2 separate regions of the Mus musculus genome follow, and region 2 is linked to region 1. The links are chromatin contacts, called in public HiCAR-type maps. All regions are on one chromosome and are shown on one strand. The core of a region is the stretch at or near the end of the contact, and the rest is flanking DNA. Distances in the headings are between cores, read along the strand shown.

Evidence for each region. HiCAR-type assays count read pairs that join an accessible place to other places.
Region 2: a contact with region 1 is called in a HiCAR-type map of kidney, with 3 times the contacts expected there. The contact joins two enhancer-like sites. A contact is called at or near these places in 5 of 39 promoter capture datasets (the 3T3-L1 cell line, liver, pre-B cells and 1 more), 14 of 484 Hi-C or Micro-C datasets (the G1E-ER4 cell line, the HPC-5 cell line, dorsal root ganglion neurons and 5 more), 7 of 115 datasets of contacts at active chromatin or transcription factors (the HPC-7 cell line, embryonic stem cells, kidney and 2 more) and 1 of 9 other capture datasets (embryonic stem cells).

The regions. Positions count from the first base shown.
Region 1 is chr15:67,013,693-67,018,125 of GRCm38.p6, forward strand. No RefSeq gene overlaps it. Among named protein-coding and RNA genes, the nearest start is that of Gm31286, 4.5 kb to the right of the region's middle. Within about 2 kb of position 1,254, at least 7 of the 459 cell types and tissues checked have an H3K27ac peak or open chromatin away from gene starts, as enhancers often do. A contact at or near this core is called in kidney, where this site is marked.
Region 2 is chr15:67,080,790-67,085,187 of GRCm38.p6, forward strand. No RefSeq gene overlaps it. Among named protein-coding and RNA genes, the nearest start is that of Gm31342, 43 kb to the left of the region's middle. Within about 2 kb of position 2,467, at least 32 of the 459 cell types and tissues checked have an H3K27ac peak or open chromatin away from gene starts, as enhancers often do. A contact at or near this core is called in kidney, where this site is marked.

The sequences.
Region 1 (4,433 bases), core at 4-2,503:
GCATTGACCATGCTCATACATTTAAAGACCTGATCGATATCTAGGGCATGGCTTAGAAACTGGGGCATAGACCATTATTGATCGGTAGAGAAGAGACAGGCAAGGTCATGGGGAGTTCATTTATCCATTCACCCAGATATTCATTCAGTCAAGAAACTGGTTCTGAGTCGGTGATTATTGACCTGGAGATTGGAAGATACATGAGTCTTGGGCCCTATGTTAAAGCACTCACCATCACACACGTAAAGAGTGGGTGCTGGCTACCCACCCTATGTATGCTTTCCAGTGTGGCCCATGACTTGGAAGAAAAAAAGCCAGAACCTTACTCGCCCATCCAGGGAGAGAAGGGATCAGACAGAGGGATGCACAGGGGGGTGTCTGTTAGCAATGCTGGTGTTTGTTCTTGTATTCTTTCCCCAGCAGGGTCTCACTATATAGCTCCAGCTAACTTGGAATTTGCAGCTCTCCTGCCTCAGCCGTCTGAGTGCTGAGATTACTGATAAAGTGTCACTAAGCTAGGACTAGGGATGCTGATCTTTCCTTGGTCTCTTGTTTGTGACAAAGAGGGACAGGTAACAGCAACTTTATCTCCCAAGGTTGCCAGAGCCTCTGCTGAGTCCACTTTTACCAATGGGGAGTCATGCAGACCAAAGTGAGGCAATACTCTTTAACAAGGAAATGGTACCGTGATGGCAGTGTGGCTCAGTACACTTTGCCGGCGTGTGTGAAGTCCTGAATTTGAAACCTAGCACCTGGGTAGGGGTTAAGTGTGAGAGGCAAACCCAACACCCACATCGGAGCCAAGCCACATCATCAGGCTTCATTACTATTGTCAGAGAAGATCCAGACTGTCCAGGGAGGACATGGCAGTATATGGATGTGGGAGGGGAACCTGGAACTGACTGAGACCTGGAGCCTTCCAAAGTGGTTTCACTGGGCCATTCTTAGTTCCCAATGAGATTAAGGAACTTGTGATGGTGTGGGGGGGAATTGGGAACAAACTATTCTTCCTTGTGAGGCTGGCCTGATGCACCCTGGGAATTCTTACAGCCAAGGCCATCTGGCCATTGGTAATAGAGGTAGGAGGTGGGAGCCAGGGTCTATGTACCTATCTATGTTCTATTTTTCTCTTCTAGTTAAATACAAACCAAATAACAAAAGTGCTGCTGAGGCTTTCTGGACACGTGGTACCAGCAGCTGGGTGGGTGTGCTGAGCTCTGGTGAAACTCCTCAGTAGATGGGGCCACAACAGGGGAATGTTTAACCAGGGAGGGAACAGGGAGGTCTGTACTTCCCAGAGCCCAAGTCCCAACAGTGACCTTGGGCATTCCAGAAAATGCTGAGCAGGGTTTCTGCTGCTCTGAGCCTCCTCCACTGTCCAACACAGGCCTGGGCTTCAGTCAAATCCTTTTCTCTTTCTTCCTGCAGCAAGGGTCACCACGAGATGATGCAGAGACCTTACAAATCCAGGACAGAAGTATTTATAGGTAGGGTCACTTTTTTAGAGATGGAGTCACTGAGCAGAGATGGAGGTCCATACTTAGCAAGACTGTGTCACCTTAGTCAAGGAGGTGTAGAAAGCTAGATCCTGGCTCCTGGTCACAGTCCCCTCTTACCTGCCCACCAGCCCTGCTGCTGTCCCACCAACAGGAGTGACCTTCACAGAGGACCTGTGGGAATATGGAGTTGGTTCAGGATGAGATTCCCATTTGAAGATGGTATTATCCACTCTGTCCTCATCAGAAGGCAAGAAAGGTCCTGTCTCTTGTCTCCTTGTAATCGGGATAACCCCATCAGAATGCCCTGCCACCATGTCTTCATGTCAGGAGTTCCTGTAACTTCCTCTGCAATCCCAGGCACAAGCAAGGATATGGAAGTCATCTCTTGATGCAGCACATACCCTGTCTCCAGATTCATCTTTCTGAGATAATTATTTGAGGGGAAGTGCAGGAGAGAGTTTAGCCTGCGCAAAGGCCCTGAGGCAGGAGTGTTCCCCATCATGATGAGGAAAATGAAGGTGGCTGCAATGACTCCAGTGGAGATCACAGTGAGTGACATGGCAGGGCATTCATTGGTCAGTATGGCTGCTGTGAGTAAGTCTGGTAGTCGTTCCCCGGGATACCATCTAAGTGTGCACTTGAGACCACAACTACACTCTTTTATTCTGTGCTTATGTCTTAGTGTTGCAAAGAGAAACTATGACCATAGCAACTCTTATAAAGGCAAGTATTTAACTGGGGCTTGCTTACAGTTGCAGAGGCTTAGTCCATTGTCTGTGTGGCAGAAGTATAGTGGCAGGCAAGCAGATGTGGCACAGCCAAGAGTTATACATGTAGGTCTACAGGCAACAGGAAAAGAAAGATGTTGGGTTGGGCTTGGACATTTGAAACCCCAAGCCTACCCTCAGTGACACACATTCTCCAAGAAGGCAACACCTACTCCAGCAAGGCAAAACCTCCTAATCCAAATCACACCACTACCTAATGACCAAGCATTCAAACATATGAGCACATGGGAGCCATTCCTATTCCAACCACCGCATGTCTATGGTAAAATGCAATCAATCAATCAACTGGACACAATAGGGGACTGACAACAAGAAATAATCGAATAGAACAATTGAGACAATATATCACATAATACAGTGGCCGGTTTCACTACATTTGCACTTTGTAGTGGCCATTGTTAACACAGCAAAGGTACCTGACACACAATCACTGTCAGGACTCAGCACTCCACCTGATAACAGAGATGACCACTAAGTGATGGGGGCTGCTGTATACACTTAGTGACTAATGCCTGTGGACCGAGTCAGAGGCAACTAGTGGGGGTTAGAGCATTCAGTAAATGATTAATGGCATCTGTGTATGGAGTGTGGATGTACTAGACAGAACTGATTATATACCCCAGGTGGGAAAGGTCAGTGAGCATGTACAAGATTTCATCATGCTATACAGAACAGGGCAGCATTGGAAACTTATCAATTCTTTGCTTCCAGAATCTTCTATTTAATGTCTTTAAAACACAGTGATTGTGAGTAATCAAAGCTACAGAAAGCAAAACTGTGGGGGAGGGATCACTGTGCCATAGACATGGTCCTTAAGCAAGAGAACTGTACCTTCTCTTAAAGAGCAGGCAGAGCTGGTTTCTTCTGAGACCTCCAGCCATGGCTCACCAGTGGCTCTTCTGTTCCTGTGTCCTCCTCTGTACCCATCAGTATTTTGGTCTTCTCTTGTTAAGATATCATTCAGAATGGACTCGGGCCACTCTCAATTTCCTCTGATTGACTTTTAAAGACCCTCTCTCCAAAGGCAATCATATTCTGAGGTGGAATTAGGGTTTGAGCACATAAATCTTGGGGATACAGCTCTGCCCATACAGGCAGGTCCTAGCAGAGTGACTTGATACATTACTCTAAATTGAACTGAGGCCAACAGAGGAGAGGCTCAGAGGGACAGCATACTATTTCCAAAAGATTCTTTTGGCTGATGTTGTGATAAGTGTCCAAGGAAGTCTTTCTGAACTAAAGGAAAGGCCCCAAGAGTGGATGGACCTCGAGGAGATCCTGATGAGGAAACATGGTGTAGTATTCTTGACTGGAAAATGGCTGGTGTTTGGCATTTTGAAAATAGAAATGGCAGTCTAGGCTGATGGAATGACTAGACACAGAATGTGGGAGAAAAAAATGGCCAAGGTCACACAGTCTCAGCTCAGTTCCCCTACTTAGTGTCTTTTGGAACCTTGCTTCCTGTCCTTGGGAAGAATAAGGAGATATCGTTGCCTGCTGCCAATGGACCCAGAAGTAACAGATCTTTAGGGTGTTCATGGTATTGGCACACCAAGTAAATCTCCTCTAGTCTGAGGATGATAGGTTCAGCCCCGTGGGATGTCTCCTGGGCTTTGGAATCTATGCCATACCCATGAGCTTATCAGATTGCAGGATGCAGCTGCCCCTAAACTGTATCTTCTTGTATGCTTCAATGTCATCTCTTTGGGTCATGTGTGGCATTCCACACCTGGTCCTTCAAGTATGGAACGTGTCCCAAGCACTGTGATAAGATAGCATACAGTTAGAGACTGCAATTCTGGCTTTGGCTGTGTGATCCTGGCCCATCCCTTTACCTCTGATGATAACATGGGGATGGTCATGACCGACCCATGGGCTGCTGTGAACAGAAGATAAGCCTCTATAATGGTTAACTAGGGGCAGAACATTTTATCAGCCATTAGCCATTATCTAAATTCTACATGTGACCAAAGTGAAAGGTACTAACCCTTTCCTCGCTCCCCATCCCCAAGGCCTCTCACAGGCTGGAAGACAGTGCATTTCTGCAGATCACAGGGGTTGGTTTGCTGCACAGCAGCTGCCTCCAGCAGAAGCCTTCAGAACCAGCTTGACTCACTTTAGGTACTCTCTGTACTATAGTTCACGG
Region 2 (4,398 bases), core at 1,217-3,716, 68 kb after region 1:
ACAGGCTGGTGGAGGGATGATGGCATAGCCTGTAATTCCAGAGATAGGGTTGTATGTGGAATCAGGAAGATCAGGAAATCATGGTCAGTGTTGGTTACCTAGTGAGTTGGAAGCCAGCCTGGGATACATGAGTCCTAGGCTTAAATAAAGAGAGCAGTGTGGAGTGGCAGATGTTCAGGCTTACCAGAAGCTCCAAGACCCAGCCTACTGCACCCCACCTCCATCTTTTGAGCTGCACCCCCACCTCCATCTTTTGCCCCAACAGCCCTGACCTCCTTCCCACTAAGAAGAAAAGGCTGATCATTGGGCCATCACGAGGGTGCCAAGTCAGCCTCCGGCACCAGTCAGGTGGGCTGTGGCCTTCCCAGAAGTCTTTGTGCTGTGCCAGATTCTCCTGGAATCCACCTGTTCAGGCTGCCAAGCAGATTCCTGTTGCGTGCTCTGATCTCCTCCAGGAGAGCAAATGGTGTGGGGTAGAGTGTGGGGAGAGGCTGTACTGGAGCTAGGGGCAGGCGTCCAGGCATGACTGCCAAGGCAACGCCAGAGTCAGCACTCACTGGAGGTCTGTACCCTCGGCTCTAGATGGTACAAAGTTCTCCAGGAGGAGACAACAGGCTTGTGAGAGAAGAAAGAAAGCAACAGCTCTGAGCTGCTTACCAAATCCACACACCCATAAAACTTAACTGATAGGCACTGTTCTTGAAGGTCCTGAGACACAGTTTCTAAATGTCAGTTTAGCCTTATGTATTCTTCTAAAACTCAGCTCCGTTCCCTAGACTCCAGGGAAGAAAACAAACAAACAAACCAAAGAGACGACAACAAAACTGAAAAGCAACCCGTTTGGATCATGATTTATGTTGAAAAAAAATATCATTATAGGATTGTTTCTAGGAGTAAAAATTAAGAAACAATACTAATCAAATGGCAGGAGATCAGATAAATGACTTTTATTAACTCTAGATGCTAGTAAGCTAAACTGGCTGTAAGCTGAAGGTTTCATGATGTTTAAAACAGGGTAACAGGAAACAGGAGGCAAATGTGTGAGACTATGTGATTCAGCAAGGAAATGTACACACACACACACACACACACACACACTTCCCAAAGAATTCTCCAAAACACTTGGCACAGTTCTCTTTAAGGCTGAGGTATAGTCTGTATTTTTCTAACAGTTAATTATCTGTGTTGTCTAAGATAACCTATTACTTTATGTGTTTTTTTTTTTTTTTTTTTTTTTTTTTGTTTTTCTTTTTTTCCAGATAGGGTTTTTCTGTCCAGCCTTGCCTGTCCTAGAACTCACTTTGTAGACTAGTCTGGCCTCGAACTCTGCCTGTCTCTGCTTCCTAAGTCTTAGGAATTAAAGACACATACCATCACACCTGGACATATGTTATGTACGTTACACTTTTAAAAAACTTTTTTTTTTCTTGAGACAGGTTTAGCTTTGTAGCTTGGGCCAGTTATGAACTCACACCAGTTCCCTTGGCATCACAAGTGCTGGGATTATAGAAGTGTACCACTGTGCTTGGATGAAGTGCTTTTATTTTTTTTTTAATATTTAGTTATTTGGTGAGTGTGTGTGTGTGTGTGTGTGTCTACATGCCCATGCCACGGTGCATGTGTGGCAACTTGTGGCAATTAGCTCTCTCCTTCTACCATGTGGATTCAGTCTTGCCACCTAGTACTTTTACCAGCTGGGCCATCTTGCTGACCCAAAGTAATTTCCTTTTGATAAAATGAACTCAAAGGATGTACAGTCAGCTTGTGCCCGAGGCCGAAGATGGATAAGAAGACAGAAGGAAATCAACTGAGCCCTGGCTGAAGCAGCCACCAGGGACATTCTTCTGGAAACCTTTAGGGCTATCACCATCAGATAGGGCACAAGTCATCCATGGATCAATACCAAGTTGGCCTGACCTTTCACTCTGATGATATCCCTCACCTTTTCTTCATTAGAGTCCCTGGCTTTCTGAGTCTCCTGCATAGTTGCCCCTGAGCTCATTGGAGTGGATGTCCACTTTTGGGTCCTTAGATGGTATCCAGATAATCTCATGTATTTTCCTTCCATTCTGACACATGTTCCACATGCTCCTGGTTAACACTGTTCCCCGAGAAGACATGAGAATTTCCATCCAGGTGGATTCTGGGATTCTTAGAGGTAATCCAATGGTGCTTCCAAAGCTAGTAGAGAGAATAGAGTTTGGACCCATGGCTAGCTGGCTCAGGGCTGGGGTTTCTCTGTCCAGAGGAGAGCATGTATTCTCAGCCCAAAGTCTCCAGGGAGTTGGGGCCCATCATCTATGTTTATAAAAGGCAGATGGAACCCTCAGGACCCTGGTTACTCATTACACTTTATGAAATGCTGATATCTCAAACCCTCATAAATAGGCTAAGGGGTGGTGAGTCACTCAAAGGCCAAACCAGAAAAATGAGCACCTTACTGATTAACCAGCCTTGCAGCAGCCTGCCAGCTGCCCAGAAGCACAGAGGAGGCTAGGGCCCATGCCTTGCCAAGGTGGCCAAGGGTCATAGCCTACCCTTGTTCTAAGGCTCTTGATCATCAGGAAACTAGACATTGCCCTTGGATTTGGCAACTCCTGGACTCTTATAATCTTAAAAGCCCAGAGGAGCTGTCCTTGAGCCCTGCCTTCCTGGACTCCATTGAGGCCCACTCTGGAATCTTGGAAATTATTCATGTCCTATTGAAGACATATAGGGACTTTTTCATCTTCCCTTTCACAGGGTCTAGGATATCACCTTGAACTTCTACTATGTGCCCTTAGCTGAAGCAATCTTGGGCACTCCTAGAACAGATGTTAAAAATCTCTCTGCTCAAAGTGTTCAAGAACAGTCTTTGTGCTAGAAACAGAAAAAGATGACCTCTTAGGGATATGAACCACCAGAGACACAAAATTCCAGAGACACTGTCTTGGTTGATAGTTGAATGTGGTTAGTGTTTAAAATGTGAAATATCTCTCTGAATACTTGGTTCCCAGCTGGTGATGTTATTATGGAAGGATGCTGAACCTTTCAGATATAGAACCTGACTGGTGGATGTAGACTGCTGGAAGGCTGGTCTTAAGGGTTGGAGCCTCGGCTTCTTGATATACTGAAAAGCCTTCATTATAGGCTCCCACTGTCACACATTCCTCCCAGCCTTTCCACCAGGGTGGTCTGTACCCATGCACTAAAAATGCATCTTTTCTTCCTTAAGTTGCCACTGTCATGTCAGTTAGTAGACACTGGACCTGCCTCAGAAATCCAGAATAACATCCCATATCAAGATGCTTAATTCAGTCATGTATGCCAAGTCCCTTTGGCTATGCAGAGTTAAGTCCTTCTTGATTCTGTTTCTTCATGGACACAAAGGGCCCAATGCCATCTCATCTCTATGACTTTTATGGGAACAGCCTCAAATGTTGGTTGGGTAATTTAAACACCAACAATAGTGTCCTGGCCCCTTGGAATCAAGCTAAACTTTTGGAAACAGACTCTGGTCCACACTCATCCCCTCACTGTAGGTCTGTCAGCAGGTTCTAGAAGCACATCCACTTAAGAACCAGAGTCTTTCCTGGAAGGATGTGTGCTGTATGATACCAGGCTGTAGAGAAAATCTCTGGTGTACTGTGTGGTTGTATCACTTGTCAATAAGAAAACCTATGGCCTATAGGAAAGGGTACAACAGAAAGTGGGACATGGGGTAGGCTGAGAGGATTCTGGGAGAGAGCTAAACACAGGAGGATTAGCCAGGGAGCATGGAGAAGGTCAGGCACATGGGAGCTGAGCAGAGGTAATCAGAATTTAGATTAGAATAAATGGGATATTAAGTTATCATCTATCTAATAAGAGAACAGCCAAAGCTTATGGGCTAAGTATTTGTTAATATTTTTGAGTCTCAGATTTGTTGTTCTGGGAACCAGGGGCTGGGAGGGGGAAAACTCAGTCTTTACATCAGGCCCCCTCATAGCTCTTCCCAACTCATCCTTCTAGCTTATGAGGCAGCAGCTTCACTTAGCTAGTTTCTGTCCCTCAAACACAGTAAATGTAGGTTCCATTCTGGGATATGTATTTGCTTTCTTTCCTGCCCAGAGCACTCTGTCTCAGCCCCTGGACCAGCTGACTCCTAATCATCCTAATCTTTTCACCCTAGCTCCTCTCCTCCTCCTTCGTCTCAGTAAGAGTTACTTTTCCTATTGGTTCTCTATCTCCATTCCTTCCCAATTTCTTTCCTGGACTTGTTACATCCCTTCTTTTTCTGAACCTGCCTGGCTCCATATCCAAGATACGTGTTCAGCGGGCTGTGGACTAGGACTTCTTTAGCTCCTGGTGGATGATGTGGACTATCTCTGGTCCTTGTTTATAACTCTGTGATCTTTCCAGATCACCCTAATCAAACAA